Linked DNA regions of Mus musculus: regions 1, 2, 3, 4, 5 and 6 are each linked to region 7. Evidence: chromatin contacts called from public Hi-C, HiChIP or PLAC-seq, capture Hi-C and promoter capture Hi-C data. All regions are on one chromosome and are shown on one strand. Each heading gives the region's core, a stretch centred on a gene start, on an enhancer-like site or on the middle of the called end of the contact. The rest is flanking DNA. Distances are from core to core; before and after follow the strand shown. Region 1 overlaps Mrtfa (myocardin related transcription factor A). Region 2 holds the start of Adsl (adenylosuccinate lyase). Region 3 holds the start of Rangap1 (RAN GTPase activating protein 1). Region 4 holds the start of Sgsm3 (small G protein signaling modulator 3). Region 5 overlaps Sgsm3 (small G protein signaling modulator 3). Region 6 holds the start of Tef (thyrotroph embryonic factor). Region 7 holds the start of Slc25a17 (solute carrier family 25 (mitochondrial carrier, peroxisomal membrane protein), member 17).

What was found. Promoter capture Hi-C pulls out the DNA fragments that hold promoters and counts their contacts. Hi-C and Micro-C count contacts between places; a contact is called where the count stands out from the background. HiChIP or PLAC-seq counts read pairs in DNA pulled down with a chosen protein or histone mark. Capture Hi-C pulls out chosen DNA fragments and counts their contacts.
Region 1: a Hi-C map of cerebral cortex shows a contact between it and region 7, with 2.1 times the contacts expected there. The contact joins the enhancer-like site here to the promoter of Slc25a17 in region 7. A contact is called at or near these places in 14 of 39 promoter capture datasets (the 3T3-L1 cell line, 3T3-L1-derived adipocytes, the C10 cell line and 9 more), 2 of 15 datasets of contacts at CTCF or cohesin (the NIH/3T3 cell line and large pre-B cells), 9 of 484 Hi-C or Micro-C datasets (B cells, the C2C12 cell line, Th1 cells and 5 more), 5 of 115 datasets of contacts at active chromatin or transcription factors (epiblast stem cells, fibro-adipogenic progenitors, large pre-B cells and 2 more) and 3 of 9 other capture datasets (adipose tissue, liver and pancreatic islet).
Region 2: a contact with region 7 is called in a promoter capture Hi-C map of pre-B cells, with 4 times the contacts expected there. The contact joins the promoter of Adsl here to the promoter of Slc25a17 in region 7. A contact is called at or near these places in 10 of 39 promoter capture datasets (the 3T3-L1 cell line, 3T3-L1-derived adipocytes, the C10 cell line and 6 more), 1 of 15 datasets of contacts at CTCF or cohesin (large pre-B cells), 1 of 484 Hi-C or Micro-C datasets (embryonic stem cells), 5 of 115 datasets of contacts at active chromatin or transcription factors (effector CD8 T cells, embryonic stem cells, large pre-B cells and 2 more) and 1 of 9 other capture datasets (adipose tissue).
Region 3: a contact with region 7 is called in a promoter capture Hi-C map of second pharyngeal arch cranial neural crest. The contact joins the promoter of Rangap1 here to the promoter of Slc25a17 in region 7. A contact is called at or near these places in 15 of 39 promoter capture datasets (the 3T3-L1 cell line, the C10 cell line, the HPC-7 cell line and 10 more), 11 of 115 datasets of contacts at active chromatin or transcription factors (astrocytes, bone marrow-derived macrophages, craniofacial prominence and 6 more) and 3 of 9 other capture datasets (embryonic stem cells, liver and macrophages).
Region 4: a promoter capture Hi-C map of 3T3-L1-derived adipocytes shows a contact between it and region 7, with 4 times the contacts expected there. The contact joins the promoter of Sgsm3 here to the promoter of Slc25a17 in region 7. A contact is called at or near these places in 18 of 39 promoter capture datasets (the 3T3-L1 cell line, 3T3-L1-derived adipocytes, the C10 cell line and 11 more), 1 of 15 datasets of contacts at CTCF or cohesin (large pre-B cells) and 8 of 115 datasets of contacts at active chromatin or transcription factors (astrocytes, bone marrow-derived macrophages, cardiomyocytes and 5 more).
Region 5: a contact with region 7 is called in an HNF4G HiChIP or PLAC-seq map of pancreatic cancer cells. The contact joins the enhancer-like site here to the promoter of Slc25a17 in region 7. A contact is called at or near these places in 5 of 39 promoter capture datasets (the 3T3-L1 cell line, embryonic stem cells, hippocampal neurons and 2 more), 1 of 15 datasets of contacts at CTCF or cohesin (large pre-B cells), 3 of 484 Hi-C or Micro-C datasets (cortical neurons and large pre-B cells), 6 of 115 datasets of contacts at active chromatin or transcription factors (astrocytes, bone marrow-derived macrophages, epiblast stem cells and 3 more) and 2 of 9 other capture datasets (adipose tissue and pancreatic islet).
Region 6: a contact with region 7 is called in a capture Hi-C map of macrophages, with 2.4 times the contacts expected there. The contact joins the promoter of Tef here to the promoter of Slc25a17 in region 7. A contact is called at or near these places in 2 of 39 promoter capture datasets (hippocampal neurons and pre-B cells), 2 of 115 datasets of contacts at active chromatin or transcription factors (astrocytes and pancreatic cancer cells) and 1 of 9 other capture datasets (macrophages).

Annotation. Positions count from the first base shown.
Region 1 is chr15:81,020,338-81,023,278 of GRCm38.p6, reverse strand. Mrtfa (myocardin related transcription factor A) reads left to right here. Exons shown (of 14, transcript NM_001082536.2): 6 at 721-882; 7 at 2,351-2,526. Among named protein-coding and RNA genes, the nearest start is that of Sgsm3, 44 kb to the right of the region's middle. Within about 2 kb of position 1,623, at least 92 of the 459 cell types and tissues checked have an H3K27ac peak or open chromatin away from gene starts, as enhancers often do. A contact at or near this core is called in B cells, the HPC-7 cell line, adipose tissue and 1 more, where this site is marked.
Region 2 is chr15:80,946,899-80,950,280 of GRCm38.p6, reverse strand. Adsl (adenylosuccinate lyase) reads right to left here and starts at 1,791. Exons shown (of 13, transcript NM_009634.6): 1 at 1,581-1,791. The coding sequence starts at 1,733.
Region 3 is chr15:81,728,421-81,731,441 of GRCm38.p6, reverse strand. Rangap1 (RAN GTPase activating protein 1) reads left to right here and starts at 1,523. Exons shown (of 16, transcript NM_001146174.1): 1 at 1,523-1,730.
Region 4 is chr15:80,976,326-80,979,541 of GRCm38.p6, reverse strand. Sgsm3 (small G protein signaling modulator 3) reads right to left here and starts at 1,777. Exons shown (of 22, transcript NM_134091.2): 1 at 1,677-1,777.
Region 5 is chr15:80,999,277-81,002,320 of GRCm38.p6, reverse strand. All of the region lies in intron 1 of Sgsm3 (small G protein signaling modulator 3), which reads right to left. Among named protein-coding and RNA genes, the nearest start is that of Sgsm3, 23 kb to the right of the region's middle. Within about 2 kb of position 1,615, at least 57 of the 459 cell types and tissues checked have an H3K27ac peak or open chromatin away from gene starts, as enhancers often do. A contact at or near this core is called in bone marrow-derived macrophages, epiblast stem cells, hippocampal neurons and 2 more, where this site is marked.
Region 6 is chr15:81,810,079-81,813,347 of GRCm38.p6, reverse strand. Tef (thyrotroph embryonic factor) reads right to left here and starts at 1,934. Exons shown (of 4, transcript NM_017376.3): 1 at 1,628-1,934. The coding sequence starts at 1,778.
Region 7 is chr15:81,359,510-81,362,525 of GRCm38.p6, reverse strand. Slc25a17 (solute carrier family 25 (mitochondrial carrier, peroxisomal membrane protein), member 17) reads left to right here and starts at 1,761. Exons shown (of 9, transcript NM_011399.3): 1 at 1,761-1,849. The coding sequence starts at 1,796.

The DNA.
Region 1 (2,941 bases), core at 374-2,873, 340 kb after region 7:
TTGTAGACCAGGCTGGCCTTGAACTCAGAGATCCACCTGCCTCTGCCTCCCGAGTGCTGGGATTAAAGGCATGCGCCACCACGCCCGGCCTAACATGACCCTTCTGGGTCCACCACCCACTGGGATAGCATGGTCATGGTCTCTATCTGCTGGGATGGAGCCCCTTTCTCTCCCAAACACTGCAGTTTGTTTGGGTTTCACTTGCTCACTCACTCCCCCACTGGTATTACCTAAGCACCTATGATGGCAGCCATACTCACCCAGCTATACTTTTCGTTCCTGTGGTTAGCTATAGGATTCATTTTCTATAGTGTTTGAAAGGAGAAGTTGGGCTCCAGAGAGTACCACGTATGTGCCTATTTTAGTTTGCTTAGTTTGGGGGTCATTGGGAGCCTCAAGGAGACCTTCTCAAGTCAGAACCCCACATTTTGCCACTGAAGCCACCGAGAGCCAGGACAAAGAACAGTTTGCCTTGGTGGCCCAGGTCTGAGTGGAGCAGAGCAGTTCTTGCTCTGGTGTTGTGGCTGTGCAGCCCCGCCTCAGAAGCTGTTCAGGTCAAGCCCGGCTAGAATTGCCCAGCGACCCTGGAAGCCAGGCTACACTCCTGCCTGGGCGTGGTTCCCACTCTGCTCCTGTCAGCTCCTGTGGCTCTAAGGGCCCTAGGCCAGGAATCTGGGACCTTTCCTCCCATCTCTCTGAACCCCCTTCTTTTCCATGTAGAGACCTCGGCTGAGCCTTCGCTCCAGGCCAAGCAGCTGAAGCTGAAGAGAGCCAGGCTGGCTGATGACCTCAATGAAAAGATTGCACAGAGGCCTGGCCCCATGGAGCTGGTGGAGAAGAATATCCTGCCTGTGGAGTCCAGCCTGAAGGAGGCTATCATTGGTGAGGAGGCTCCCACTCTGTATGGACCGTAGCCTGAGTGTAGAAGAGAGGCTGAGTTCAGGGGGAACTTCAGTTTAGACATAGGGATTCACCGGGAGGAAATGTGAGGAAGCGTTCAGGGGAGGCTTTCGGGAGGAAGTGGAACCCAGGCCCATGTTCATCTTAGGAGTCGTGGGCTGCTGAGGGCCCCACCCACATCCATCTACACTCATGTCCATCTACGCACACAGGTGTCCACCGTCTCTTCAGACACACAGCACAAGTCCCATGTCATTCCCTCCCTCAGATCTGAGTTGTCTCTTTAGCGTGCCCATCTGTCCTGCTCCAAGGTCTATCGACCATCACCTCCCACAGGGCGGTGCCCACCCAGCCCTGCTTCCAGGACATGGCTGGGTGCAGGAGCGGGATAAATAGTACTTGTGGGGCTATCCTGCACATGGTCTCCATCCTGTCAGTGTGGCCAGTGGCTTCCTCCATGATGGGCCCAGCTCAGTGTGAACTATGACTTATCTGGGCTAGATCACCCTTCAGTGTGCTTGGCCCCACCCTGCTGCTGTCTCTGAATAGGTCCTCATGCTGGGAGGAAGAAAAATCTGTTTGTAGGATTGGTGTGAAGTCTAGCCACAGGTGAGGGAACAGAAGGCCAAGCAAGCCCCACCCTCACAGTCCTAGCCCATCCGGCTGCAGTCTGCCAGTGAGAGAAGCTTAGATGTTCCTCCTCGGTCCCAGGGCTGTAGAAAGTCTCAGGTCACAGCTAGAGAGGAAGAGGCTGTGGGCTTGTTCCTCTTTTTATCTGGGGTCCTCCCCTCTCCCCAACCTCTTCCCCCAGCTGTGGACACTGGTTGTGACATGCCTCTTGACATATCCTCCTGGCCGGGGTTTCCGTCTTTCCTCTACTGCCACTGCGAGTCCCAGCTGGGGCCCCTGTCCCTGCCTCTGCCCCCTTTCAGCCAACTCTGTCAGCTGTCAGAACATGGTTCTGGGCCAGTCTAGGCGCTCAAGGCAGTGGACTGTCCTGGCATATTTGCTGCCCAGGCGCTAGGTCTTGGCTTCATGGACCTTTGAAGGAGGGCATACTTTCACTGAGCCCAGGTACCTGTGAGGTGGGGACCCTCCCCCCATAGCCTCAGAGCCTTAGGCTGTTGTGGCCTTTGGGGACTGAGCCCTAAGGAGGAGCTGTGCTCACTTGCTGTCACCGTGGTCTATCAGCAGCAGGTTCATGGCCTTCACTGTGTGAGTGTAAGCAGTAGGAAAACAAAACCGGGAGTTTGTATGAAGGCCCAACCACAGCTCCTGGCAAGCCTGTTCCAGAGGCTGACTGTGCCTCTGAGCTCTGCACTAAGGCAAGGCGCTCGCTAGGTTCTCTATACTGTGCACCTCTTAGATGCAGGGCTGGGTCCTGCCAGCCCTTCCTGCCTACTTTCCTGTGTGCTGGCTGCAGGAGTCTTACACTGGCTTTGCATTTCAGTGGGCCAGGTAAATTACCCAAAGGTAGCAGACAGTTCCTCCTTCGACGAGGACAGCAGCGATGCCCTGTCTCCTGAGCAGCCTGCCAGCCATGAGTCCCAGGGTTCAGTGCCATCACCCTTGGAGTCCCGAGTCAGTGATCCACTGCCCAGTGCCACCTCCATATCACCCACTCAGGTGAGATTACCTCCTTCTAGATTCTTTCTCATAGAATCTAGAATTCTACCTGCCAAGGCCGCCCAGAGTCAGGCCTCTGTCCTGGGCAGTATGAGCAGGTCCTACTGTATGCATGAGGGATAGATGTGTATGTGTGGCCGTCATTTCAGATGCCAACAATGGACCCAATTCTAGCAAGCTGAGCATAAGGAGAGGCTGGGTTGGGGTCCTGCAGCCCTGGCCACCCACTCTCATTGGCTCTCCTAGGGCTGCTTATCCAAGAGCACTCAGTCAGAGATGTGGCCACCACCTGCCTGGCCTGTCTGGTTCTCTCCCAGCCAGCCTGGCTTTGTAACGTGCTATCACCCCACTTTGCCCTCTGACCATGAGGATGGCAGGGCAGGATAGATAAAGTCTACTTGGGGGTGCTTACTTC
Region 2 (3,382 bases), core at 542-3,041, 410 kb after region 7:
GGAAAACGGAGCTCCACTCTCGGAACTCCTGCAGAGGCGGAAGGAGAGAACCTCTTCCACAGAGCTGTCAGCCAGCTGTGAGCCCCCACCACGCACACACCCATACAAATACACACTTCCCATACCGGAATCTTAAGTATTACTCCTAATCTGTCGTTCCTTTTTTTTTAATATCATGTGTGCCAGAGAAGGCATCAGATCCCCTGGAACTGAAGTTGCAGATGGCTGTGTGCGGCGGCCCCATGGCTGCTGGGAAAGGAAGAGGTCTCTGGAAGAGCAGCCAATGCTCTGACCCACTGAAGTGTCTCTTCAGCTCCTCATCACTTCCCCAACTTCACCAGTCATGCGTGGGGTTTGTGTGTGTGTGTGTGTGTGTATGTGTGTGTGTGTGTGTGTGTTTGAGCCAAGGTCTCAGTGTGCTGTTCTGGCTGGCCTGGAACACGCTATATAGATGAGGTAGGAGGTAGGCCTCAAACTCACAGAAACTCACCTGCCCCTGCTTCCCAAATGCTGGGGGTGGGGTGGGGGTGTTAACACATGTGCTGGGGAGATGGTTCAGCAAATAAGAGTCCTCATTGCTCCTGCAGAGACCTGACTCTGGTTCCCAGCACTCACGTGGCTGCTCAAAAGCACCTGTAACCCCAGTTCCACAGCATCATCTGACCTCCAGTGGCGCCTGCACTCACACAAGCCCATATCCACATGCAGCCACAGAACTACACAGAAAAATAATCCTTTCATGCTAAGTATCACATCTGCCTCTCGCTACTAAGTTGGTGCTCTAACAGATGATCCATATTCACAGCTGTGTATGCGTCAAGCAATTTGTAGACCAGATAAACCTTACACTTCAGTTTCAGCTTGAGGGCACTTACAAGCTAAGGAGACACTGGCAACGGTAGTAGAGACAGAGAAAGGCAGAGAGAGAGAGAGAGAGAGAGAGAGAGAGAGGAAGAAGAAGAGGAGGAGGAGGAAGAAAAAGAAGGAGGAGGGAGGAGGAAGGGAGGGAGGGAGGAGGGACGAGAGGACAAGAAGGCAAGAACACAAGAAACAATTTTGAAGGCACCAAATAAGCTTTCCCAAAGGCAGAAAGCAACCAACAGGCCGACCTAGCTGTGATGCCCATGAACTACAACAACCAGCCCGGCATAACAATCCTAAGGGTGCATTTCGTGGTGGTTATGCCCTCCTCGTGCTCATGCGAAAAATGACCATCAAGTTTGCAACGTACTTTTTAAAAGAATAATCTACTTGTTTTCTGTGTGTGTGTGTGTGTGTGTGTGCATGTGTGAGCGCACAGAAGTCGAAGGACAACTAATAGAAGTCAGGTTTCGCCTTTCTCACCATGCTGAACCCGGCTCAAACTCATGTCGGATAGCTTGGCGGGAAGCGCCTTTCCCCCTGAGCCTGCAAAGGTATAAGTAGCATTCCACTTGAAATGCGCTGTGGGAGGACGCAAACACACATAGCCTTGCCCAAACCGAAGTCCTCCAAAGGATGTGCAGGGCTCTGGGACTGTTGCCGAGGCAACAGGTGCTCGGGCCGTGACCTCCCTCGGGACAAGAGGCCCGGCCAGTTACCTGTTCGGCCTCCGCCAGCCACAGCCACAGCTGCCGCCACGTCTGGAACTTGTACCTGTCGCTGAACAAGAAACACATCTCGCGGCTGGCGTAGCGGGCCGCCAGCGGAGAACGGTAACTTTCAGCACTGCCAGGGTCGCCGGATGCAGCCATTTTCAACACGCGACCAGGACGCGGCGGACACCAGCAGCAGGGCCAAAAGCGGAAGGGTGGCGTGCGTGGGGCGGGACTTCCTCCCAAGGCCCCGCCCCGTGTGTAACGCCGGCCTGGAAGGCGAAGATGGTTCAAGTTTGGCTCGTCGCCCCTGAGGGTCAACGCTTTTCTCTTGGTTTCTACGAATCTCTGCCCCACGCTGTGCCTCCTCAGTTTTTCCATCTGAGGAAGGCACATTAAGACCCGCGTTTAACCCAGAAAGGAAAGTTGCAGAGGCATTCGGAGGGACGCCAGGAAGGCGCCCTAGTGGACACTTGGAGTACTGCAGTCCCGCTGGAGACAGGCTCAGCTGGAGACCGAAACTCTTAAACCGCGGTGCTGGTTCCGATCTCCGGAAAGCAGCCTGTCAGAATTATTCCACGCGTGGTGGCTCGAGAACAAAAAATTCAAAGTTTTTGTATCAGAATAAAGCTGAAAATAGCATACATTAAAAAAAAATAGCCGGGCGTGGTGGCGCACGCCTTTAATCCCAGCACTCGGGAGGCAGAGGCAGGCAGATTTCTGAGTTCGAGGCCAGCCTGGTCTACAAAGTGAGTTCCAGGACAGCCAGGGCTATACAGAGAAACCCTGTCTCAAAAAAAACAAAAATAAAAAAATAAATAATAATAATAATTTGAGGTCAGCCAGGTCTCCAGAGCGAGTTCCAGAACAGCCAGAGAAAACCTGTCTACAAACAAACAAACAAACAAACAAACACAAAACAGAAAACAAAAAGCCTCGTCCAGCAACATAAAGAGACCCACACGAGGCATGGTACATTAGATCTGAACACTGCTCCCTCTTCCCCACACAACCGCTCCTTAGTGTCTCCTCTTCCTGAGCTTAAGACTTAGCTGTTGCCAGAATAGTTTGTACATCAGATAAACCTACCAGACACCTGCGCCCAAGGTCCTCGATTGGATTGGAGGCTGTGGGCCGATGTATGCTGAAAAGAACGTGTTCCTGGAACTTTGTACTCTGGACTGATTCGGGGGTATAGTTGCTTGGATATGCTGTAGCAGCTCACTGTTCTCTTCCACAGAGATCCTTGCAGAGCCAATCCTTCCCAGGCTCCAGGCTCCAGGCTCCAGGCTCCAGGCTCCAGGCTCCAGGCTCCAGGCTCCAGGCTCCAGGCTCCAGGCTCCAGGCTCCAGGCTCCAGGCTCCAGGCTCCGTAGTGCTCTCTCCCGACTCTGCTTCACTTGGCCTCTGGTTACTTTTCCTCATTAAACCGTAGCTTCAGCTGTTAGCTTTCTACTTGGTCCTGTTTCCTTTTCTGACTTTATTTTTGCGAGACAGAGTGATACACTGTAGCCTTAACTGGCCTGGGACTCACTATGTAGAGATCTGTCTGTCTTTGACTCCTGAGTGCTCAGATTAAAGGCATGGGTCACCAGCCCAGGTGGTTTTGTGGTGGTTGTTGTTTGGTTTTTGTTTTTTAATGCATGGACTTCTGCTAAATATCATCAGCTACCTTAGTTCTGGTTACTGTGGAGGCCCCTGCTTTTTGGCTTGTCTCCTCACTAACCACTCCCAGCAACTCCATGGATGTCGGTCCAGTCCCTTTGGCAAGTTATTTAATCTCTTGGCAGTTAGAATTCTTGCCTGAAA
Region 3 (3,021 bases), core at 274-2,773, 370 kb before region 7:
AGCCCTACTCCACACATTTAAAAAAAAATAATAATAATACTCTTTGAGGATAAGTTTTAAACATCATGTCTCTTTATCTCTAATCATTTCAGCAGTTTTCTCCAAGAAGAAAGAAAATATAGAAGAAAATACATGTCACCCCAATCTCTCATTCAACAATCAGACAGACAAGGATTCCATATAGAGTATTTTCCCACACACCCAGCATTCACTGATTTTTGCAGCATACAATGGTTGGGTGTCTGCCAAGGACATTAGAAGTACATGCCAGGAAGAGTAAAAAGACTTCTCTTACTTTATTTCACACTATCACACATACTCCACAGTACAAAAAGCAAAAAACAAAAACAAAAAAAAACCCACCTTATATTGATAGTAACACTTACTATACAGACACATTTTGCTAATTATTTTAGTATTGTCCTTTATAGCAAATCTCTGTTGCCCCGTGAAAGATGAAACCCAGGCCCGGGTATTTCACTTATTAAACATGTCTGTTTCATATTTATTTGTTTAATTTTTAGGGCTGGGGATGAACTCAAACTCAATGCATACACTTATCATTGAGCTATGCCCCAGAGCAACCGTTTTCCATAGTCTTTTTTGTTTGTTTGTTTTTTTCGAGACAGGGTTTCTCTGTATAGCCCTGGCTGTCCTGGAACTCACTTTGTAGACCAGGTTGGCCTCAAACTCAGAAATCCACCTGCCTCTGCCTCCCGAGTGCTGGGATTAAAGGCGTGGGCCACCACTGCCCGGCTTCCATAGGCTTTAAGGAGTAACATTCTTCAAATTGAATGGCACAGGAGAATTTGGAACAATACAGACCAGTTATTCTGGAAGATGGTTTTGGCTTTTGTTTCTCTCCTTTCTCTCTCTCTTTCTCTCTTTCTCCCCACCCTCCCCGGCTCTCTGTTTCTCCGTCTCTTTCTCTCTGATTTGATTAATTTTATCCATTTGAAGAATGGACAGCCATGCTGTGTCATCAGTGCGCCATGCTGTGTTCATATTGATGTTAATATGAACCAGTTGGTTAAGGCGATGCCTGGAGTTTGTCTCTATTACAAAATGACTTTCTCCATTTTTAAAAATTATCTTTGGAGTTTCCTTTCAATTTCAGGGGAATTAGAATTTGTTTTTAAAGTCATTTCTTTTAGCAAGTAGATCCCTATCAATGCTGAAGTGATCCAGTGATTCACTGTTTCGCCTTTGTCAATAAAGTTGCATGAATGAGCGCTAACCTCTACGGAAGGGTGCGGCTACTTCGCGGCATGGTCTGTCGGGATTTGTAGTCTGCGGGCGCTTCCGTCAAATACCATCCCACAGAGTACTGTAGAGAAAGAGCCAGAAGCCGAGAGGGCGGAGAGGAGGGTTGCGAAGTCCGAGCGCTCTGCATCATGGGAATTGTAGTTCATCGCGCGCGTCCCGCCATGCCAGCGCCGGAGGACAGGACTTCCTTTCCCAGTAGGCCCCGCAAGCCGGCCCGGCAAAACCCCGCTCCGGCTTGAACAAATCAAATCGAAGGAAAGAAACTGCCGGCTTTCAAAAATCCTCCTCCGCCGCCATAATCGCTGGGGATCGTGGAGCAGGTGGTGTGCACGAGCTAAACGAGGAGCCGCGGCAGCAAGGAGAGGCAAGCAGACTGGTCACTGGGCCTGGCCCCCACGCGGACTCTCAAGCAGTGACCGACGCGCGCGTTCCGTCCCCCCACGCCGCGGTGCCGCTAATTTGTGGTGAGTCGGGGCCCTCACGCTCTTCCTGTCACTTGCCTGGGCCACCAGGGTCTGGGTGGGGCGAAGCGATCGCCTTGCTTCTACCCTTTTGATCACGCTGCGCCCGGCTTTGGGGGATGGGACGCTGGGCGCCGCTGCCCCTTGTACGTTTGGGGAAACTGAGGCCTAGAGTGGCCACTAGCCACAGCTTCCTCTCGGCGGTGGCGCCTCCCGTTGCCATCCATCTCACCTGGAGGCGGTAGGAAGCCGGCTGGCGTGCCGGGTGGGGCTACGCAGTCCATCGTTGCCTACCCAGTCGGCCCACGTCCGCGCGGGAAGCCTGGCATGAGTCACTGCTGACGCTTGGCTGGGTCGATGGATGGCCGTGCACCTGAGGACGTCCCCCACGCGGCCGCCCAGGAGGAGAGGGCGTTTGTGTATTGACCGTTTGTGCCTGCTCTCTCCCAGGCCGTCTGCTGACCTTGGATAGCTCAATACCATCCCTGTTTTGCTTTGGTTAGTCATTCTTTAAAGTGAATTGGGGAGGGCTTGTGTGTGTGTCTGTGTGTCCCTTCCACCTGGAGCCCTACCTACCACCACCAGTTTTTAATCTCATTGTCCCATCGTGGAACTGTAAGAGGTGGCTGAATTCCAGATAGATTTTTACTCATCTTCGTGTTTGTTGGGTTTCTGGCCCGTGACAGCTGGCTAAGGTGCCTATTTAACCTACCAAAGCGGACATGGCCTCCAGGTTCTCCCAGAATCCCTCAGTCCCTACTTGAAGTTTCCAGTCCCGGGGCTGGGCTTGCTTCTCTCCCCTGAAGCTCTTCACTATATAATCCTGACATTTTGGTCTTCTCACTTACCCTTCCATTCCTCTGTCTGCATTTCTCTCACTTTCTGCATATGTGAGCTCGTTTTTCCTTCTCTCCCCCACCCCTCTGTCTCCCTGTTTGCAAGGCGACTTTCCTTCTTTGGGACCAGTGAACCCACTAGAGCGCTGTCCCCAATAAACCTGCCTTTATACTTTAATTTGGTTTGAACTAGCTTATTTGGTCTGAGGAGACTACCTCTCAGTGTTGTCATTCTTTGAGCCCTCGAATATCAGGCCTTATACTGGGACCCTGTTCCTGTCAAAAACAGCTTGGTGTACGCTTAGTTGCTTGAAACCTTCCAGGGACCCTCCTGGTCACTCATACTGATACAGTAATTAGAATGTCCTTTGTTATCTTTTCTCCTCTGCTCTGACCATGGCCCCTCCTGTCGCCCATGAGCCTTTGCATATTCTGCTCCCTTTGTAGGAATGCTCTTC
Region 4 (3,216 bases), core at 528-3,027, 380 kb after region 7:
AGGGTGAACACATTTTTATGTGGTGGCAACTACTTGCTCACAACCTTCTTCTTGCTAGGAACTAAACAAAAGGTTTACTTTTGTCAACCAGCACTGTACCCAAGCCACATCCAGGACTCCCCACAGTCTTATTAAATTAATGTTGATCCAGGGGTCATATACACCAGCCAAAACACCTCCCCTCTACCATAGACCACACATATCTGTGGTTAAAAAGGACAGGGAGTTGGATGTGTTGACACATGCTTTAATCCCAACATCTACGAGTCAGAGAAACAGAAAGATCACTGAAGACCAGCCTAGTCTACACAGAAAGCTTCGGGCTAGCCAGGGACAAACAACACCAGCAACAATCAGGGGTGGAGCCATAGCTCTACGGTTAAGAATGAATACTGCTCTAGCAGAGAAGTCAAATTTGGTTCTCAGAACCCATAACAATCTCACCGCTGTTCTAACTCCTGGGGATCTAAAGCCATCTTCTGACCTTTGCAGGTCATGCACTCATGAACACACACACATTTAAAAAAATTAAATTTTAAAAGTTTAAAACCAATCAACCAATCAACCAAAAAACCAAGATGAGATAATGATGAAGAAGCTACATTAAGGATTTGGGGACAGCTCAGTAGTGGAGGGAGGCCCTGGGTTCCATATGGAATAATCAACAACAACAGTAGCAGCAGCAGCAGCACACACATAGGTCACGGGGAACAGAGTATGGGAAACTGATCATTAATGCTTGGAGTCAGAAGAAAGCTGGAGGCTAACAGAGGGCTTAAGGGGGAAAAGAACCAGGAACTGTGCGTGCCTGAAAACTCAGTCACCAGCACAGTCAGAAAAGCTACAAAGAAAAAAAGATGAAACTGAAAAGTAGTCCGGTTGAAGATGTGAATTTGGAGGCTTGAGAGCGCACACCTTCAGTTCGGCACTTGGAAAGCAGAAGCAGGCAGAGCTCGGAGTCTGAGGCCAGCCTGGGCTACAAACATGAATTTACCTAGAAAGATTTCTTTTAAGGAACCGGATAGACAGACAGACAGACAGACAGACAGATAATACCCACTCCCCTGTCATCTCTAAAAACTCACCACCAACACCAACAAAAACCTAAACAAAAACAAAAACAAACCCACCATAGCCCATCATAAATTTCCTATGCATCATGAGACGGGAAGACACGGCACAATCTGTCACTGACAAGGAAACTTTAAAGCATCTGTATTTCCTATTACTGCCCTATGAAAGCAGTCGGGACCCACACCTAAATCTCAGGGTAATTTCAGGACCTCTAACCGGAAGCACACGAGGCGACCCCTGCCTACACGTCCGCCTCAGTTTCCCCGCTGCTAACACTCGGCCTAGGCACTGAACCCGAGTCTTCCAGGGGAACAGCTAAGTCGGCTCTGAGGGAGAGTTGCCACCTGCCGAGACGCCCGCCGCTGCGTCAGGCGCAGTTCCTCCGGGTCGCCGGGAGCCGCCGGAGGGGGTGGGTCTGTCACTGTCACGCGCGTCCCGGGTCGCCGTGGGAGCAGCCACGCCGCGGCGGCTCGCCGCCCCCGCCTGAGGCGGCGCCTTCCCCGCCGCCTTCCCCTCAGCCCGTACCCCGCGGCCTCCACTCAAGAGGCAGGTGAGCGTCCCCCTCGCCGGCCCGGAGACTCGGAGACTCGCGCACCGCTCACCTGTCTCGCGGCCACCTCAGCACCTCGGCAGGTCAGGCTAGCAGCTGCCTCCTAGTCGGCGCGCACTGCTGCCCTTCTGCGCACGCGCGGGCCGCAGAGCCGGTGGCCGTGGGGCATGCTGGGGGCTGTAGTTTCGCGGGAAGACTGGCCCATCCCAGGTTCCAGGCGTCCTTTAGAGGTAGGTACCCCAGGCACCCGGTCTGTGATGCAAGCAACTCGTGGTTGTTTGGGAGCAGTCAGGATGGAGTCAGTGCACAAGTCCAGAAACTGGTCTTCTCTTTCAGGCTCACAGAGCTGGCTTCTAGACCAGATTAATCTAGTTTTCCATCAGTCACAGGCCCTGGGGAAAGCAGTAATTGATTGAGGTCATGACTAAGAAGGAAGCGGTGTGTGGAACCTGAGCACCTGCTTTTGAGTCACTCGTAACATTTTGCGCATCCATAAAAACCCGGAACTTACGGTTTCCGTGAGAACTCAATGTGTATGGAAAACGTTTAAACACAGCACCAAAGAACAATCCAGAAAGATGGCAGCTGACACTGTCACTGCTGGCAAGGAATCTAATCTGAACCCGCCCCCCCCCCCTCCCTCATTTCAGAAAGGCTATCAACAGCATTAAAGGGACATCTCAGCCAAATCTGAAAAGACACTGACTGCGACCAACACCGGTTTGAAGTGTTGGTTCGTACTTGTGCCCAGGTCAATGAAGCAAACTCTACAAACCGCAAGGTGGACTCAGTCATGACCTGGCCGTACAATAAACAGCTTACAAAGCACATTAGCAGGTTTTTCACATCACCCAAGCACAGGAATGGGCTGAATGCAGAATGAATGTTATTCTCATTTGTTTCAAAAATTCCTTCCCTGAGAGACTTAAATATTTACCAGATCCTTATAAGGTGCCAATGACGAATCGAAGTACGATCTCAGCAAAGTTCAACCTGGAGAGCCAATGAATCTGTTAGGCTTACTTACAGAGCATAGATGATAGATTGCATACAGGAGCATGGGTAACATGCAGCCATACTGCCGTCTTCACCCGAAATGGAATATGGCTTCCCCACAGCTCAGGAGGACATGGAGCCCCTGAAGCATATATGACCCGGCGCATCCAGAGATTTTTGAGGTCATGTGCAATTAGGGTAGAACTGCCTCCAATGGCTGTGAGGAGCAGCTGTAATCTCAAGTCTGGGGTGGGAAGGGGCAGACAGTTGCCCTCTTCAGTCCCTCCTTCTATGAGGGAACGCCAACAGTCAAAAAAGCCCCACGGTGGTGACTGCTAGCAAACAGGCACGGCTGACTTTCTGACGGAAGTGTTTAGAGAAGGACCCGGATGGAAATAACAGGAGCTAGGAAGTGGTAACATGGAATCTGTGTTGATTACCTAAGTAGTCTGTTTGTCTTTTCAGTCACAGCACCCTTTTAATTTGTGTGACTCATCCCCAGCACACACATTAAAAATTGAAAGATGCATGTGTTTTATTGTATGTGTATTAGTGCTTTGCCCACATGAGTATACATGTACCATGGTGCCTGGCGC
Region 5 (3,044 bases), core at 366-2,865, 360 kb after region 7:
ATTGGGTTTTCATTGTTCTGTTTTGTATTGTTGGTGGTATGGTAGTGGTGGTGCTGGCTGAACAGCCTTTATATACCATATTCCCATTCTACAAACAAATACAAATTTCTCTCATCATTGTCAGTGTCTTGTCACTTCTTTTCTGTCCTGTTTGTTTGTTTTTAAAGACTCAACAGTAAAAAGACTGAACAGTAAAGACACAAAAAGCCCAATTTAAAAATAGTTAAGCAGGGCTAGAGAGATGGCTCAGTGGTTAAGAGAACTGGCTGTTCTTCCAGAGCTTGGGTTCAGTTTCCAGCACCAACCCCGCAGCTCTCGGCAGGTTGTACCTCTAGCTCTGGAGCTAATGCCCTCTTCCAGCCTCTGAGGGCACTGCACATATGTGATGCAGAGACAGACATACACACAAAATAAATTTAAAAGATGTTTGAACATACATTTCTCAAATAAGAGAGGGAAATGGCCAATAGCGGGTGAAAGTGACTGGGTTATCATCAACCACAAAGGAGATCTAAACTGTGAAGGCATGCTACTCCACAGCCATGAGGGCTCACACAAACAAACACCAGAGTGCTCTCCTCGCTCGCACACATCAAACTCTTCAGTCTGCGTCCCCAACACTGCATGTGACTAAATGTGGCAGTGTACACCTGTAATCCCAGCACGAGGATGAAGACAAATCCTAGGCCACATGAGACCTTGTCTCAGAAAACATTTTTTAAAAAGGAGGGGCTGGAGCGATGGCTCAGCAGCTACGAGCCTCTTTCAGAGGACCTGAATTAAATGCACTCCTATCAGGCAGTTCACAACTGCCAGTAACTGCAGCTCCAGGCGATCCAATCACTTCTTCTGGACCCAAAGGCATTTACATGTACACAGACATACAAAGACACATATACATAATTTTGATTTTTTTCTTTAAAAAAATGTTAGCAAGAATATGGAGAAATCAGCTGGGAGTGGTGGCACATGCCTTTAATCCCAGCACTCAGAAGGCAGGGGCAGGTGGATTTCTGAGTTTGAGGCCAGCCTGGTCTACAGAGTGAGTTCCAGCCAGGGCTACACAGAGAAATCCTGTCTCAAAAAAAAACAAAAAAAAACAAAAAGGGGCTGGTGAGATGGCTCAGTAGGTAAGAGCACCCGACTGCTCTTCCGAAGGTCCGAAGTTCAAATCCCAGCAACCACATGGTGGCTCACAACCACCCGTAATGAGATCTGATGCCCTCTTCTGGTGCGTCTGAAGACAGCTACAGTGTACTTACATATAATAAATAAATAAAAAAAAAAAAAAAAAAAAAAAAAAAAAAAACAAAACAAAAAAAAAAAAGGAGAAATCAACTAGGCAGGGTAGTACATGCCTTTAATCCCAACAGAGGCAGGTGGATCTTTATGAGTTCCAGGCCAGCCATGGCTACATAATAAGACCCTGTCAGAAAAAGAAAAAGGAAGAGGGAAAGGAGGAGATAAAATATGGAGCAAAAACATGGAGGAAAAGAGGTTGTTTAAAGAGGAGGAACCGACATCTGCTGGAGGGCAGAAGGGGCTGGAAGAGAGTTCTCAACAGCAGTTCCCCTCTCACCAGCCTCCTACTCACTGTCACTCAGCAAACAATGACTGAGCACAGAGCCAGGCAGCACAACCGTGGATAAGGTCAGGCTGTTGCAGTGTAGTAGAAAATTAGATAAGAGACAAAGTAAGATGGGACTAATTCTGTATCAAAAGAGCCTTTGAGAGCTGAGGTCTGAGCAAGGGCCAAAGCCAGGCTAGAGATCAAGGCCTGACTTCACTGAGGGAGGATCCAGATGCAGGGAGGGGCCAGTGAGCTCAGAGCCTAGGATGCAGTGGGGGGAAGAGTGGGAGGAAGCAACAGCAGATGCCAAGGGCACCTCACCCTGCTCACCCTGAAGACAGGCTTTTGACCTCTGTTCTCAGACAGCAAAGAAATCCACAGATTCTGAACAGCCATCAAGCAAAATCTGGTAGGACTGAACAATATCTCCAGGTGCCCAGAAATCAATGGAGACTGAAAGGCCATGCCCAGGGTAGGAGATGTTGTGGGTGCAAGCACTGAGAATCGATCAGATGGTGTACACATTTTTACAGGCTGAGAGCCTCGATTGCTATTTCATTCATGTTGCACTTAAGGACACATATACTTAGGGTTGACCTTAAGTCTCCCAGATGTGACACTGCTGAGCTGGGCAGGCAGGTTTTTCAGCTTCTGGTTGCTATGGAAATTTCCCTGAAAGCACCCAGAACTGACAGACCTAGCCTAAACAGTTAGTCTCCACAAATACCTGGTCTATGGCTGCCCTCTTGTAGTCTTTTTAAAAGAAACCTTAGAAAACCTTAATTGATGCAGCCACTTCTGAGTTGCTCAGAAGAAATTGTAACAATTAAATGTACAAGCTTAAGAGAGCCAGTTCTGATGCTGTGTGTCCCTTCCTAGTTTACCAATCCCACATTTTCCCACAAATGTTGCCACTGTATGCAGGTGCAGAGGTACCGTTCACTTCCTGTGGTCTCCTGACATGGACTGAAGGGACATATATCCCTGACAAGGCAGCAGAGTTACTGCCACACAAGTGGCTTTCTCCAGACATCTTCCAGGAAGCATAAAGGCTGAACCAATATAGGCAAAAACATTGATTTTTGGTGGCACCTAAGAGCCTAAAGACCACTTTTTTTTTCTGTAAAGAGATGAGGTGACTCTGAAAGCTACAGATAACAGATAAACTGGTGAGAGTGGCTCAGGGCTGGGAAAGTCTGAGAAAGGCTAAAAGGAAGGAGGAAACTAGTATAGACACTAGAGATGCTTCTAAAACCTACATGGTGGCTCACAGCCATCTGCAACTGCAGTTCCAGGAGATCCAATGTCTTCAGCTGACCTCCTCGGGCACCAGGCATACATACACGCATGCAAAAACACTCATACACAAAAGTTTTGCTTTGAGACAGGGTTTCTCTGTATATTATGTCCTGGAATTCACTTTGTAGACCAGGCTAGCCTTGAACTTACAGAAATCCTCCTGCCTCTGCCTCCC
Region 6 (3,269 bases), core at 685-3,184, 450 kb before region 7:
CTTCAAACTTGATGTGCATCAGAGGATGACCTTGAACTAGTGGTCCCCCTGCCTCTACCTCTCCAGTGCTGAGATTGCAAACAAGCACCACTACAATCAGTCAGGCTATCACAATCCAGTGTTTGTAAGGTCAAGTTTTAAATTAATTTCAAAAGGTAAATGACCGACGTGTCCAGGACTTAAATCACAGGGACTGACACCAGTGGTTTGTCAGTTTCATACAACAGAAAGAACACCAAACCAAGAGCCAGAAGGCCCACCCATGTGACCTTGAGAAACCATCTATGCCTCTCAGGAGTCTCAACTTTCCTCACCTAGAAGTGGAGAGGTAGTAACCCAAACAAGATAAGACTATGTCAAAATGCTTTGTGAGTGTGGGCAAATGCAAAGCAAAACCCCAGTATGGCCTGGTCCTCTCTGGTGAGCTTAGGCAAGAGCTGCCAGATGTGAGCACCAGCCCTTGCAGTTTGTCTTACACTCAGATCTGGATGGAGTCATCACCTTCATACAAACAAAAGCGTTTGTGCACATGAGGTCCTGAGGCAGGAGGAGAGAATCTAGCCTCACCTGATGAGCAGAAGCTATTTATAACGTAACAGGGACAACCATAAGCACAGCAGCCCCAGAACACACCCAAGGAAAGAAACAACAGCATTTTAGAAAGGGAAATGAGATCCCTGATACAAGCAATCCACAAACAGCCAAGTCCTTCCCAGATACCCTAATTAAGCTGAGCTCTTGGAAATCTGAAGATCTCAGACTGAAAGCACACATCAATGGACCTAAAACCCCACAATAGGTGGCAGTCCTGCTGCTCTTCCAGGCCAAATACCCAGGCCAAGTCTGCTTTCCACACCAGGCCCCAGGGACTCTTGTGGCCTGGGCAATTCGATGAAGCCCGGTCCTGCTATTGTGATTCCCAACAATCAACCAGGAGAAGGACCTGAGTGGCCACATTCTAACCCTCATCACAGCCCTACTTTGCCCAGCCTTCATTCCCTTAATTTTTTTTTAAACCAGGCTTTGATTTAAAAACAACTGGGAGACACTACCGACCCTCATCTCAAATTGCCTCCTCCATCCACACCTCCCAGGGATGCATTTCCAGTAAAGCACCACCGTGGACCTGCTCACTGTCCACTCGTAGAGAGGAGGAATCGTCTTCCTCCAGGACGGACCAAAGACATACAAAGGCCATCTGCTATACTGATCAGGGCCTCTCAAACTTTGGTGGTGAACTCTGCACCCACGAGGGTGCAGTGGAGTGTTTCTTAAAATACACGCTCTGTCTCAAGATCCGCAGACTAGGTGAGGTCCAGGAACCCGCATTTGAAGGCAAGCAGTATCCTCAGGATTTGGATGCAGGCGGCCCCACTGGAGCCCCCTCTAAGTGGCGGCTTCCTTGCAAAGTTCTGTTGACTTGTCCTTTCCAGATCACCCCCTGACTTTCTCTCTGGGCTAGAGGCCTAGTCCAGCAGGCCCCTAGTCATGCCCGGGCCCGCATAAACACCACACCACTGGACCGCTTCACCCTGACCTCTGACCCGGCCCGGGCCGGCCCGCCCCCACAAGGCCCCGCCTTTACAGAAACCCCGCCCCCAGACACGCGCGAGCCCCCCCCCCTCACCGAGGCGCGTCTCGCGCGGGGGGTTCTCCATCAGCTTCTTCAGGACCAGAGGGAAGGAGCCCGACAGGCCCCGTTCTCCAGCTGCACGCCCCGGGCCCGGCCCCGCCTGAGGCTCCACAGGCGGCTTCTTCCCGCCGCCCGCGTCGGACATCGTGCCCTGCGCCCCACTCGTGCGCCTCGCCTCCCCCGCCCGCACCCCGAGACGGGCCGGAGCGGCTCGACCCGCCGCAGCTGCTGACACGGGCAGCACTGCGCAGACGCGCTACTGCACCCCCACCTCTCTCCATCCGCACCCCTCCCGCGGACTGGTTCCGTCTCATTCATTATTCATAAGGCCAGGCCAGCGGTCCCATAGCGTGGCTTCCGATTGGTGCGCGCTGCGTAAGGGCGGGCACAGCTCTTCAGGCTAGGATTGGCTGTGAGAACCAAACGATGTAGACACGTGCTGGGCCAGGTGAGGAGTATCGCTCCGCCTGCCCGGGAGCGTCGGGCCCTTCTGCGGAGCCCCCCTGTTCTTTTTTGGTCAGTCGCGTCCCTTTCGCCACCACTTTCGTGACTACAGGTTTCCTCCCACCTCATCGCAGCCTCCTTTTTCTCCTTCCCTCGGAGAAGCCACCTCAGAGGAAGGCGGAGCGGGGCGCGACGGCCCAGCCCCGAGGGTCACGTGGAGCGGCAGCAGATGCGGAGCCTCGCGGGGCGGGGCAGTGAGGGAAAGGCTCGCGGCAGCCAATGGGGCAAGAGGGCGGGGCCGGCGCGATTGCACGAGGCTCTGCACGTGCGGCTGCGGCGCGGAGGGGCGGAGAGGGGCGGAGAGGGGCGGGGCTGGCTCTGGCCTAGGCCTAGCCAGGACTGGCCTGTTGTGTTGTTTGGCGGACTCTGCCCGGGGGTAAGGGGACTGGGACGTGGGTAGCCAGCCAGCGCTCCTCCCACGCTCCGCGCGAGGTTAGCGGAGGGCAGGCGGGTCCCAAGCTCCGCTGCTTCAGCGGGTGTCAGGTTGCCCACTGATTTAGGGATTGGGAGCGGGCGTGGTTGCAGAATAAACACTAGTACGGAGAGCGCATTCTTGAAACCTATCCACGAACCAGGGTCCGGACAGACTTCCGTACTACTAGCTGCTCGCTTGTGACCTTGGGAATTATCCAGTTGCTCCACGGGAGCCCATTTCCTCAGTCTTAAAAATTCAACATTGAACTAGAGTCAAAAGCAAAACAAAACATAGTTTCTGGGTTCCTTAGGAAACCTGTGAGCCGTGAAGGGGTGTGCAAACCTTCAAGATGGCTCGCAGAACTTTGTACCTCTTTGCAGTACAAGTCATACTCGGCTTCAAGCCCAGACAATACTAGACGCTCAGGGATTAAGCTCCCAGAGGGGCAGGGACTTGGCTTGTTTATACTCTGTCCCTCCGTCCCTCCCATGGCTCCCTGCCTCGGAAGGAGGAGCTGAGTCTGGCGGAAAGGCAGCCTGTGGTTCATGCGGTAGTTACAGAACACCACAATAGACAGCTAGAAGCGCATGGATTGTGTTAGGACCTGAGGAAAAAGAAATTTAGCTGAGTAAGCCCAAAGGAAGCGGCTAAAGGACGTTGGGTAGCCTTAGGAATAGAGTGATGGACTGTGAATCTAAAATACAAGATTTTGTGATG
Region 7 (3,016 bases), core at 512-3,011:
CAAGTAGAGTATGTAACTAGTAAAACTGGTTGGGGCTGGGAGATGCTTCAGTGTCAAGAGCACATCTTGCCTGTAGTCAGTTCCCAAGCACCCACCCAGGTTTGGCAGACACATTTTAAAATAAGAATATAGCTCATGGATGAAGAGGAAAGCAGACACAGCAGTGTCAAGTTTGGAAAGTTTGAACAGTTCTGTGAAACGTGTGTACTGACTGGTTTTGTGTTCAACTTGACACAGCTGGAGTTATCACAGAGAAAGGAGCCTCCCTTGAGGAAATGCCCCCATGAGGTCCAGCTGTAAGGCATTTTCTCAATTAGTGATCAAGGGTGGGAGGGCCCCTTGTGGGTGGTGCCATCTCTGGGCTGGTAGTCCTGGGTTCTATAAGAAAGCAAGCTGAGCAAGCCAGTAAGAAACATCCCTCCATGACCTCTGCATCAGCTCCTGCTTCCTGACCTGCTTGAGTTCCAGTCCTGACTTCCTTTGGTGGTGAACAGCAATGTGGAAATGTAAACTGAATAAAACCCTTTTCTCCCCAACTTGCTTCTTGGTCATGATGTTTTGTGCAGGAATAGAAACCTTAAGACTATCACAGTGGAAGGGTAAAATACTGACTTTGCTTTTAGATTTACCTTTATGTGCATGAGTGCATTTATGTAAGCAGTCCTGGATTCTTTCAGAGGACAGAAAGCTGTGGCGTCTGTCCCGAGGGACATAGAGGGTTGTGTGATAGCAACTGAAGAGCAAGCGTTCTTAGCTGCTGAGCTATATCTATACAGCCCCAAATTGTCAGTTTAAACAAACTATGCTAGAGGTTTAACTACCGGGCCTCAGAGCCTTGATTCTATATCTCGCAGCGGGTGTTGGGATGGCTGAATGGAGAAACGAAGGTTGGAGATATTGACCCACCCCCTTATCTATGGCTATCAGCTTATCCTGGAGGGTTGCTTTTGTTTTGACGCTGTTTCTATAGTTCTGGCTAGCCAACTCCACTTCTCAGCATCCATGGTACTGGGATTACAGGCTACGTTTTAGGGTTTAGGTCTGTTTTGGCTTTTGTTTTGAGACGAGTCTCAGCCCAGGTTAATCTCAAATTCTCTCTGTAGCTGAGGGTGACTCTGTACTAAATTCTTTTAACAAAATTATTTAGTCGTGTGTGTGTGTGTGTGTGTGTGTGTGTATGTCTTAGTGTGCGCGGAAACCCGAGAAGGTCAGACCCCCTGGAACTATACTTGCTTGGGATACTGGGACCTAAACGAGGATCCTCTGCAAAAGCAGTACTTGTTCTTAACTGAGCCAACTCTTCAGTCCCCAGATCCTCTTTCCACTTCCTGAGTACTGTGTTTACTGGTGTTTATGGTTTGCTGGTAGTCATGCTAAGCAAGCACTAACAACTGAGCCTGCCAACATATATTTTGCAAGGAACTGGGGTGCAGGAGTCATTAAGGACTTTTATGTCCTCCCGTTTTATGGGCTTGACTAACCAATTTAGTGTGCAAGCACACTGACAGACTGAGGGGCTAGGAACCTTTGCAGGGGGTGCTCAGAACACAGATCCTTCCATAGCCACTGAGCATTGCTCCGCCCCTTGACCGATCCGGACCAATCGATGTTCAGGGGCGTTCCTGGGCATTTCACACTCGCCTCCCCGGCTGTTCTCCCCAGCGAACCAGGGCAGTCTGTGACCCGGAAGCAGTCGTTCTGGTGGAGGCGGGGGAGACTTCTGAGAGGTGGGGCTTGAGACGGTCCTTTCACGAACCCGCACACTCTGAGGCGCCTGAGTGAAAAGTGTGGCACCATGGCCTCTGTGCTGTCCTACGAAAGTCTGGTACACGCCGTGGCCGGAGCCGTGGTGAGGAGGGGTTTGGGGCTTCGAAGTAAATCTCGGGATGGGTCGGGGAGAAGGGCACGGGGGAGATGTGGGGACCGAATCTGTCACAACTGGAACGAAAAGGACGGGCATAAATGGAAAGTTGCTGCTACAAGAGGGAGGGCGAGGCCAGGAGCCACCCTCTGCCGCAGTCCCCTCTGGACTTTCCCAGAGACTGTCTGGACTATCAGTCACAAAGGTCCAGAGGGAATAGGGAAGAAGATAATTGCTATTTTCTTTGCCTTCTGAAGTTTAAAAGTTTAAGGCCAACCCTTCCCTTACCCAACTCTCACTGCACACAAACTTCGTCCAAATTGGTCCTGCGGAAAAACTAAGTGTGAAGATGGGGTGCTTGCTGTAAGTCTACTGCCAGCCTGGTGTCACACCTTATCCCAGGCAAGTGGCAATAGCTAATGGAACATTCCTAGTCAGCCTTATTGCCAGGAAAAGATAGGGTGTTTGTTTGTTTATTTTTTAAGTCAAGATCGGTGGTGTTATGTACTACCTGTATAGTTACTGTGAGTTAAGTGCTTTGTTCTTCGATTTAGAGGTATCTAAGTTCCTTCCATTTGACACTTCCCTTTTCCCTGAAACTTCACATTCTTGGCACAGGTAACATTCCTCCTCTGGTTCTTTTCCTCAGACTGTTTCCCATGTTCTTCCCTAACTCCCAGCATGTACCTTTAGCCATGTAGAGTCACCGTGGACCATTCCTATCCATTCAGACAGCTTATGTTCCGGTGAAGAGTAATCTGAGTTTTTTAATTCCAATTCTATCATATGTTTACCAGGTAATCTCAAATCTCACGTTTGTAATCTATGAAGAGGGAAGAAAATATTACACTTTTCTTCTAGACCTTGAGAAGTAGGTGAGGGAATATTACATGGTGTCTTATTCAAAAGAGTCGCGTTCCTTTAAATCAACCAGAAGTGCCTTTTGCTCGTTATGAAAGAACTGGGGTGGAAGTTTGTTGTGACATGTTTTCAGTTGGTCATAGGGACCTGTTTGACTGAAGTGGAAATGCAAATGGGGGGCCAAATGATTCATGACTTTGTGTAGGAAAGGGTCAGTGGTTGCACTTACTGATTGACATTTCAAACCCGATCCTCTCTGCTGCCCTGTGGAGAGTAGAATACGGAAGGCACATC